Linked DNA regions of Mus musculus: region 2 is linked to region 1. A link is a contact called in public HiChIP or PLAC-seq data. All regions are on one chromosome and are shown on one strand. Each heading gives the region's core, a stretch centred on a gene start, on an enhancer-like site or on the middle of the called end of the contact. The rest is flanking DNA. Distances are from core to core; before and after follow the strand shown. Region 1 has its middle 130 kb from the start of Gm25622. Region 2 has its middle 3.9 kb from the start of Adam6b.

What was found. HiChIP or PLAC-seq counts read pairs in DNA pulled down with a chosen protein or histone mark.
Region 2: a CTCF HiChIP or PLAC-seq map of CD8 T cells shows a contact between it and region 1, with 5 read pairs. The contact joins two enhancer-like sites. A contact is called at or near these places in 1 of 15 datasets of contacts at CTCF or cohesin (CD8 T cells), 1 of 115 datasets of contacts at active chromatin or transcription factors (large pre-B cells) and 3 of 9 other capture datasets (liver, macrophages and pancreatic islet).

What each region holds. Positions count from the first base shown.
Region 1 is chr12:113,341,375-113,345,687 of GRCm38.p6, forward strand. It overlaps Igh. Among named protein-coding and RNA genes, the nearest start is that of Gm25622, 130 kb to the left of the region's middle. Within about 2 kb of position 2,192, at least 1 of the 459 cell types and tissues checked has an H3K27ac peak or open chromatin away from gene starts, as enhancers often do. A contact at or near this core is called in CD8 T cells, where this site is marked.
Region 2 is chr12:113,483,462-113,487,774 of GRCm38.p6, forward strand. It overlaps Igh. Among named protein-coding and RNA genes, the nearest start is that of Adam6b, 3.9 kb to the right of the region's middle. Within about 2 kb of position 1,845, at least 6 of the 459 cell types and tissues checked have an H3K27ac peak or open chromatin away from gene starts, as enhancers often do. A contact at or near this core is called in CD8 T cells, where this site is marked.

The DNA.
Region 1 (4,313 bases), core at 942-3,441:
TGTGTATGTAGTCTCTGCAAACATCATTGACAGCAGTATCAATCTGGATAAAGCAAGAAGGAAGTTTAGTTTAATGTGACTCAGTAGCCTGTTTGGTTTAATTTTCTAGGGCTCGACACTGGGCAGTTCATTTTGGGTACATTTAAGTACAGAAAATTTTGGAAAAAAATGTTTTCTGGTGATAATGAACTGAATCCCACATGTACAATAAAGCTTAAGGCACAAATTCATGGATGGATTTGAAACCTTTGTAAAGTACGAGTGGCATCTTCCATAAAGATGGACTCTACTGACTACATGTGACATCTTAAGGGTCTTAGGGGTGGGGATCTGGTGTGGGCTCAGTCATACAGATAGTGTAAAGGTCACCAGGCTATTTACCACCTCCATTAACCAGCCTTCTTGGAGGATAATAAGTTATACAATATCTCCCTTGTAAGAGACAATCTGTGCACTTAACATTCCTAGTTTCCTCAGTGCTTGACTGTGAGCACATGAACCTCTCTGCCTCCTACATTGGCCCAGCCAGACTGTCACTGGCAATGGAGTGATCTAACTAGCAGATCAAGGTGGACAGGAAAATTAGGGAGAGTATAGTGAGGGAAAACAAGGGTTCCTTGGAAGTGATGCCTGGATCATCCAATCAGTCAGGGAAGAGTCCTAAGCCAAGGGAAGCAAGGGCTCCCTTCTGTCTCTCCTGGAGACCTCTGCTCTTGCCCCTCCTGCTGAAGGAGAGAGCCTCTGGGACAAATGGTTATGTTTTGTACCTTGGACACAAGAGGTATACTGTAGACCTTGACTTATAACCAAGGATAATATCCAGGAAGGGTCTAATCTGAACTCGTGCCAGGGCCAAACTCTTCCTTCCTCAGCTTGATGGATTGTATTCACTAGTAACATGGAGATTTGGTCTGCCAGGATGAAAGCTCTGGGCCCAGTACTCACACAAGTGTCCTAAGTGTTCAGATGAGCTACTATGCCTTACTCTCCAGCCCCAGGAGAAGGGTAAGGATTTCCTGCATCCCTACACTGGATGTTTCCTCACCAGCTCCTAAAATCCTAGCAGCACTACTGTAGGAGGAAGGGCTGCCTCTGCATAAATGTTGGGGCCCCATGGCTGCAAAGGCATCTCTTGCAGGAGGACCTAATTGAGGATTGCCTTAGAGACCAAGGATCATTGACATCGACAATGCCAGCCAATTGAGAACCACTGTTTAGAAGAGATGCTTTCTTGGGACAGTAGTGGTTTGAATAAAAATTGCCTCTACACCATAGGAAGAACAATATCAACTAACTGGACCACCCAGATCTCCCAGAGACTAAATCATCAACCAAAGAGTGTACATGGAAGGATCCATGGCTCTGAATGCATATGTAGCAGAGGATGGCCTTGTCTGACATCAATGGGAGGGGAGCCTTTGGTCCTGTGCAGGCTTGATGCCCAGTACAGTGGGATGCTAGATCGGTGAGGCAGGAGTGGGTGATGGGTAAAAGAGCACCTTCTTAGAGGCAAAGGAGAGGAGAAGAGGAAGGATGGAATAAGGGTGGAGGGGTAACTGGGAAGGAGGATATTATTTGAAATGTAAATGAATAAAATGATTAATAAAAAAAAAAAAGAGAATGCCCTTTATAGGGTCACATATTTGAATGCTTGGGGAGTGGCAGTTTGACGTGTGGCTGGCCTGGTTGGAGTAGCTGTGTGCAATTTCTGGTTTCTTTGGAAACTCTATTATGTCATATATTGTTTTCCTGAGGGAGGGAGGTGAAAGGATATTTTGCTGAAGGAGACAGGTGAAAGAGTGTTTTGCTGAAGCAGATATGTGAGAGGACCCATGATGTTTAGCAAGAATATAAATATGTCCCCACAGACAGTGGGAGGAGGCTCTGACATTGGTTCATCTTTCTCTGCCTTGCTAGTTTTCAATGATGAAACTATGGCCTTGGTTTACCTTGAATTACGCTGCTGATTTTTGCCTGTCTTGACTTTGTAGAGAATAACTCATCAAAGAACTTCTCATATTCTAGTGGCTCTTTGCAGCTTCTGTGGACTGGTGCTGATTGGTGGTGCCTCATGGTTTCTTCTGGATCAAGCTGCTGTTGATGATTAATGCTGGTGCTTTGCTAGGGGACTCTACTGCTGACAACAGAGATTGGCACAGCCCCAAAGAACTATTTCTAGACAGGTTCACAACCCCCATTTAACCCTTATACCCCCCCATTAACCATTCTGTTTTTACTACCTCTGGGGGTGTGTGTGGCCTAGAAGGGAGGTTGAAACATTTAAGAACCTTTATTAAAGTTGGTTTTGAAAAATCTAATCTTACATGTGGCTTTGTTGTAGGAAGTGTGTCACTCGGGGGTGTACATTGGGGTTTTAAGTGTCCAAGTCATGTTCAATGTTGCTTTCTTGCTGCTGCCTGCTGATTTATATGTAGAACTCTCAGCTCTTTTCCAGCATCATATCTTCCTATATGACAACATGCTTCCTGCCATTCTGATAATGGACTAAGCCTCTGAGTCTATACCAAGCCCCAATTAAATGTTTTCATTTTATCAGAGTTGCAGTGATTATGGTGTCTCTCTATAGCAATAGAATACTGACCAAGCCAGAAGATGGTACCAGGAGTGGAGTATTGTTGTGTCAGGCCTGGCCATGTTTCTTGGTGAAATATGGACTTGGGGACTTGGGTTAGAAAAACAGCTGAATGCTTCAAGTGGTGCTTAGTGGGCCAAAGTAGCAGGATCAGGGAAGTCAGTGGTGCTGAGATAATGAAAATTATGGCAACCTGGATCAAGTGGCTTCAAAGGAGTAGAATATTTGTAAGTGGCCTAAAGATTGTTCATGTAATATTTTGGTGAAGAATGTGGCTGTTTTCTGCCTTTGTCCTAAAAGTTTGGGTGGGACTTAATTGAAGAGTTTTGGATTAATGACATTGGCAGAGGACATTTCAAAACAGCCTAATATTGATTGTGTTGCTTGGCTTTTAGTAGCCATTTTAATGCAAATCTGTAATGAAAGGGATCATGCTGAGCAAGAAAAATATAAATGTTCACTTGAAGGAGAAAAAGGAAGTGTAATAGTCCTGTGGGTAGCCCTGGGGCTAATTATATTTGATGTTAATTCCATCTTCCTGTGAGGGGTTGTGAAGAAGGAATGAGTCAGCATTCAGGTGATTTCCTGGAAACCTGCTTCCCACCTTAATTTGTAAAATAAAGGAGAGTTGATGATTGGGCAGATAAAAGGGAAGGTGGAGTAGAACTCAAAAAGGGAGAAGGAGAAAATGGAAGAGGGAGAGGATGCAGAGGAGGAGGAGGAAGAGGAAGAAAAGCAGAGCAGAAGCACATGGCCTGGAGAAACTGCAATTTCTAAGGGGTCTCATAGATGTGGAAGATGGTAGTGTAGTGGTAGATCTGCCCAATCTAGGTACACAGCATGTAATCATATTAACTGAGTCATGTTTTCATTGTCGGGGCATATTTGTGATGGAGAGATTTACTGCAACAAAATGGTGCCCAACATGGAGCTTTGAATTCAACTAACCTGAGATAAAGGTTCAGAACTAGATAGGAAATATTACTCACTGACTCCAAGTAGAGAGAGCAGTGTTAATCGGCTGCTATGAACAGGTATTAATTAATAGAAGTCTGTGGCTCCATGTGAAGAGCATAACAAATAAGATATTATAACAGGTATTAAATAAATAAATAAATGTCTGCGGCTCAAGGTAGAGAGCACAATGGATAGATAATATAACAGGATGGCTGCTATAGGCAGAGAGCTTAACCATTAAAAACTATCTACTTCCTATAGGCAGATATTAGTGGAAGTTTGAATTAATTGCTTTAAAGATGGTATGAAGATATATGGCTCTAATAAATCTTACAGGAGACTCATATTCTGTCTAACATGGGCTCCATAGGAATTTTGGGTTTAAATCCTGGTTTGACAAGCTGTCTCTTATAAGCAGGTATAGAAAGAAAAGACAAGGAAAGGAAAGAGGAAAGGAAAGGAAAGAGGAAAGGAAAGAGGAAAGGAGAGGAAAGAGGAAAGGAGAGGAAAGAGGAAAGGAAAATAGAAATGTGAATCAATTGTTTTAAAGATAGTATGATAAAGTCTGCAGGAGACTCATATTCTGTCTAATGTGGGCTCCACAGGAATTTTGGTTAAATATCCTGACATGACACAACAATCAAAGAAAATGGAAAATGCAAAAAGATCCTAACTCAAAACATCCAGGAAATCCAGGACACAATGAGAAGACCAAACCTACGGATAATAGGAGTGGATGAGAATGAAGATTTCAACTCAAAGG
Region 2 (4,313 bases), core at 595-3,094, 140 kb after region 1:
CCGCAGCACCCACATGAGGTAGGGACCAGGAGCAGATGCTCCATGTGTGATGTGGATACAAGGTAGGTTTATAAAGTGGATGTATTTCCCACACATGGCCACTTTAGCCCTAGTCCTTGGATGATCTGAGAGTCCAATGCCTTCCTACACAGTGTGGAAAGCTGTGTATCCCCTGTTCTTGCAGATTGGTACAGTTTTCTTGTAAGGTAGTGGAGATTCACAGCTTCCCATTTGTGCTTGCAACACAGGAGGTTCTTTGGCCTGTTTTTCTATATCACCCCGTATGAGCCATCTCAGCTCAGTGGCTATTTGACAGCTCCCCTTGACAGATGTTATTTAAGGGTCCTTGTCCTACTATGTTTTGGTGGGTGGGATCAGTGCCCATCTTACTGTGAAGATAGCAAATAGTCATTGGGCAACACTCTTAATGTGATACAAGCTTCTTCGCCCCCACATTCCCCATCTGTGGTGCTGCCTTTGGGTACACTGTATGGCTTAGGGGTTCATCTGCAGTGGAGATGCTGTTGTTTCTGATGTTTTGGTCTGAAACATAGAATGAACTAGAGCTAACTGGCTCAGACCTCTGGAGGGGAGTCCTGGTAGGTGCCTGGGTGGTCCTGGGGCTACATCTTGGTTTATCTAGTGAGGGAACTCTTGATGCACTAGGTACACTCATCTCTCCTGTACCACTGTGGTGTCTGATGGCACTCTTGAATGTTTTATTTACAACTGGGTTAGGGATATAGGACTGCTCCATCTTAAATTGGTCCTATGTTTCCTGTTACAGTTTACATGTCCCAAAAATGACCAGAGAGGTGATTTCCCATCTTCTGAAATCTGGTATTTAATACTGGCAGTTGCTCTGGGGCTGTGTTTAGACCCTCAGTGTTTCTCCCACCTTGGACTTGGGTGCATGGGTGGGTAACAGGCTAAGTGAATACAGAGATATCAGCTTTCGATTCTCCTCTCCAACTGTGGTCCAGTGCCTCTTTCTGAGCCAGAGTGGGAAAGGTCTCTGTGGGGCTGATGGTCCGAATCATCTGCATTCCATGTCCCAGCAGCTCCGGAGAGGCTCTTATTTCTGGTGCTGGGGAGCGATGAGAACTCCCTGCTCAGCCCCTTTAATGCACTAACTCACCTGTTTTCTCTCTATGGGTTTTCCTTTCCTCTGGGACTGGCTTGCTCATATCAGCCTCAAGTTCCTTCAGGGCTCACTCTAAAAATTTCTGTGGCATCATTGCTGTTCTTAGGACAGGCTCAGAGCAGTCAGGAGGCCCTGTTTGGATGTGAGTAGCTAGAGGATACTGGCTGTACACTTTCTCTATTTCTACTTTCTCCAAGCTTTCTCAGTCTAGGGCTGCTGAGTGATTCCCCAGGCACCTGGTGCAGGTGACTGCATTTAGAATCTACTTTTTTTTTTTTTAAATTTTGTGGTGGTTTTGGATTTTGAAGACTTAAAATCTTCATAGATGCCTAGATGTGTTGGAATCTTCCTTGCATTTCCCCCACAGTAATGATTTCATCATCTTCCCCCTTTTCAAAGTAGTGCTACCTATGCAGCTGGAGCTATGGGTCCTTCCATGTGTACTCTTTGGTTCCTGGTTTAGTCCCTGGGAGCTCTGGGGGGGTGGGGTACTGATTGGTTCTTATGGAATGGGTGGGTTGGTGAGCAGGGAGATGGGTGATGGGATAGGGGGTTTCAGGGAGGAAAAACTGGGGAAGGGGATAACATTTGAAATGTAAGTAAAGAAAATATCTACTAATAGAAATTAATGCTGGAGGGTTGTCACAGTTGACACCCGAATTCTGCCCTCTTGTGGAGAGGAAGAGATACAGATCTCCCTGCTGCTGTGGCGCTGTGAAGGGTAGTGTGAGCTTCAGAAAGATGCCTTAAGATGTAGGAGACACAGGCATCCCTCTTGGTAATTCATAGCTGAAAGCCTCTTCAACAGATACCTCAAGATTGGAGTTAGGTATTATCTAGGTAGTTCTCTGTATTGCACAGTTAGATTTTAGCAGCTGAGGTGTTCTAGGAATTGGTACAGGACAGAGCTTCATATTACTTTAATTTGTATGTCAATTGGTTGTTTCTGTAAAGGAGCTTGGAGGGAATTTATGTGAGCTGAGACAGCATATGAGCAGGGCAAATGGACAGTGTTTCCCAGGCGTCACTGAGGAATGGCCTCAAGGGTGACAACTGCATTGGTTGTGATTTGCTGTGGGGAGACTACAAAGTGACTGAGCTGTGAGACTGAGGTACAGTGAGAACCTTCCTGCTGCAGGCATCTCCAGACTGCTGGGCCCTGTGTGAGTGAATACAGCCAGGGACTGGGCTCAGAGGAACCTGTGTGCTTAGACTGCCCTGCAGAGTCAGTCAAGGGTTGCTGTTCTTCTAGAAGGTTCTCCATATTTCTGCCTTTCTGTAGATTGACTGGAGATTTTTTTTTTTTCTGGCTGGTGTCAGAGACCATACCATGAGAAAGTGAGCCCTTCACAATCTCCCACCCTGACAGGCCAAATGGCCTCGTGCTAGGAGCCTGTAGTCACTCCCTCCTCCCTGTTGCCTTCCTGGCACCTGAGGCTGTAAAAGCTGAATTATAGTCCCCTCTTCCCTATCTCTTCCTGAACTCCCATGCCATCCAAGGACATGAGTTACACCTGAGCCTGGCCTGACACCCCAAGGCTGTCAAGGAGGATCTATGTTCCAGAGATAAGATGCAGAGTGTCCGCTGCCTGGAGCCTGACTTCGGCCCTCATGTCAGCAGATGCCCGCTTCTTTGTTCTTTGTAAAATTCCCCCTCGACCCCTTCCTATTCCCCGCGATGCATGCTTTACACCAGGCACCTCAGCCTAATAAACGAAGACCTTGATAGGAAAAGATCTACTTGGTCTTCGTTTCTCTTTTCTCTTCCAATCCCATTTTCTTCCAGGTTTGCGGTCCCCCTCGCACCCACTAATAACTGAATCCCGTGGGACAGGATAGGCTGGTAAACAGGACAGCTCCTGTGATCCCACAGCAGCCCTAGGAAACTCAAGGTTAGAGCAGGAAGATGCTTCAGAGGTTCCATGGGAATGACTGATGAATGTTTTTGGCTTGTTTAATTGGCTTGTTGGGAATAACTAATGCTTTAAATTTCATCTTATAACACTACAGCACATGTGTCCCTCTAAGACGAGTGAATAAAAGATGCTTGAGGCTGAACTGCTGGAAACAAAGGGGCACATTTAGAGACTGAGGGTGCTTAGAGTGAGATGAGATGCCTCAGCTTCTACATGCCTACCCTTCCTCTGTAGTATGGACACAGGAAAAATAAGCAAAACATCTGCTTAAGGTGGATTGATTCAGGATGATGGCTCAGCACAGAGCTCATTATAGGAAGGGGTTTGTAGCTGTGGAGCAGGCAGGGCCAGAATCACTGAGAAGACATCAGATGTGGGAGACCAGAACGTAGGTGGGGCACTGGAAGACTAGGGCAAAAAGGTGGAGATCTTTCTAAACACACTTAGTGGGAAATTTGATACCCTCAGATTAACAAGCTGGAGATGGGCCAGTGGAAGGTTTTAGTCAGTACAGTGACTTTGAAACTATCATGAAAACCCCAGATCTCAGCCCCATTATTTTCACAAGTATTTACAGTTATCTATATCCCAACCGCATTGTGATATCTGAAACCATGTGCTTGGGTTATAAGAGGTATTGGGACCCAGGTATGGAAAGACTTAGCCTTCTCTCTCTCTCCCTCCCTCCTTTCTTCCTTATCCCCCTCTCTATCTCCTCTCTCCTTCTGTCCCTCCCTCTGTCCATGCCCCTTCTCTCCTTCTCCTTCTCCCTCTTTCCTTCTCCGTCTCCCTCTCTCTTCTCTCCCTCTCCCTTCTCTCTCTCCTTCTCCTTTCTCTCACATCTCTCTGCCTGTTTTTAAATCGTCTGTTCCTGAAAGTCCACTTGGCTATGTGGCATCAATTTTCTGAATCTGGATAGGCAGATTATGCAAAGATACATCTGGTCAGCAGAAGGCATCTGAGATATGCTCTGTAATCAGTGCTAAGGACCTTGAGTAATCTCTCTTTGTAACCAGACTCCATAGTGTCCTATAGTGGTTAGAGAGGCTGGCCCTGGCACTCCCTAGTTGTTTAGAAACCCCATCTCTGTCCTTCAGTTTAGTCCTAAAACCTCCTTCTACTTGGTGTTGTCCTATGTGCATGTAGGATATGGGAGTTCAGTCTGGTGGTACACAGAGCCTCAGAGTGATGACTGTATAAGCCCATGTCCCCAAGTTGGTCACCAATGATAGAGCACATGACCCTTCTCACCC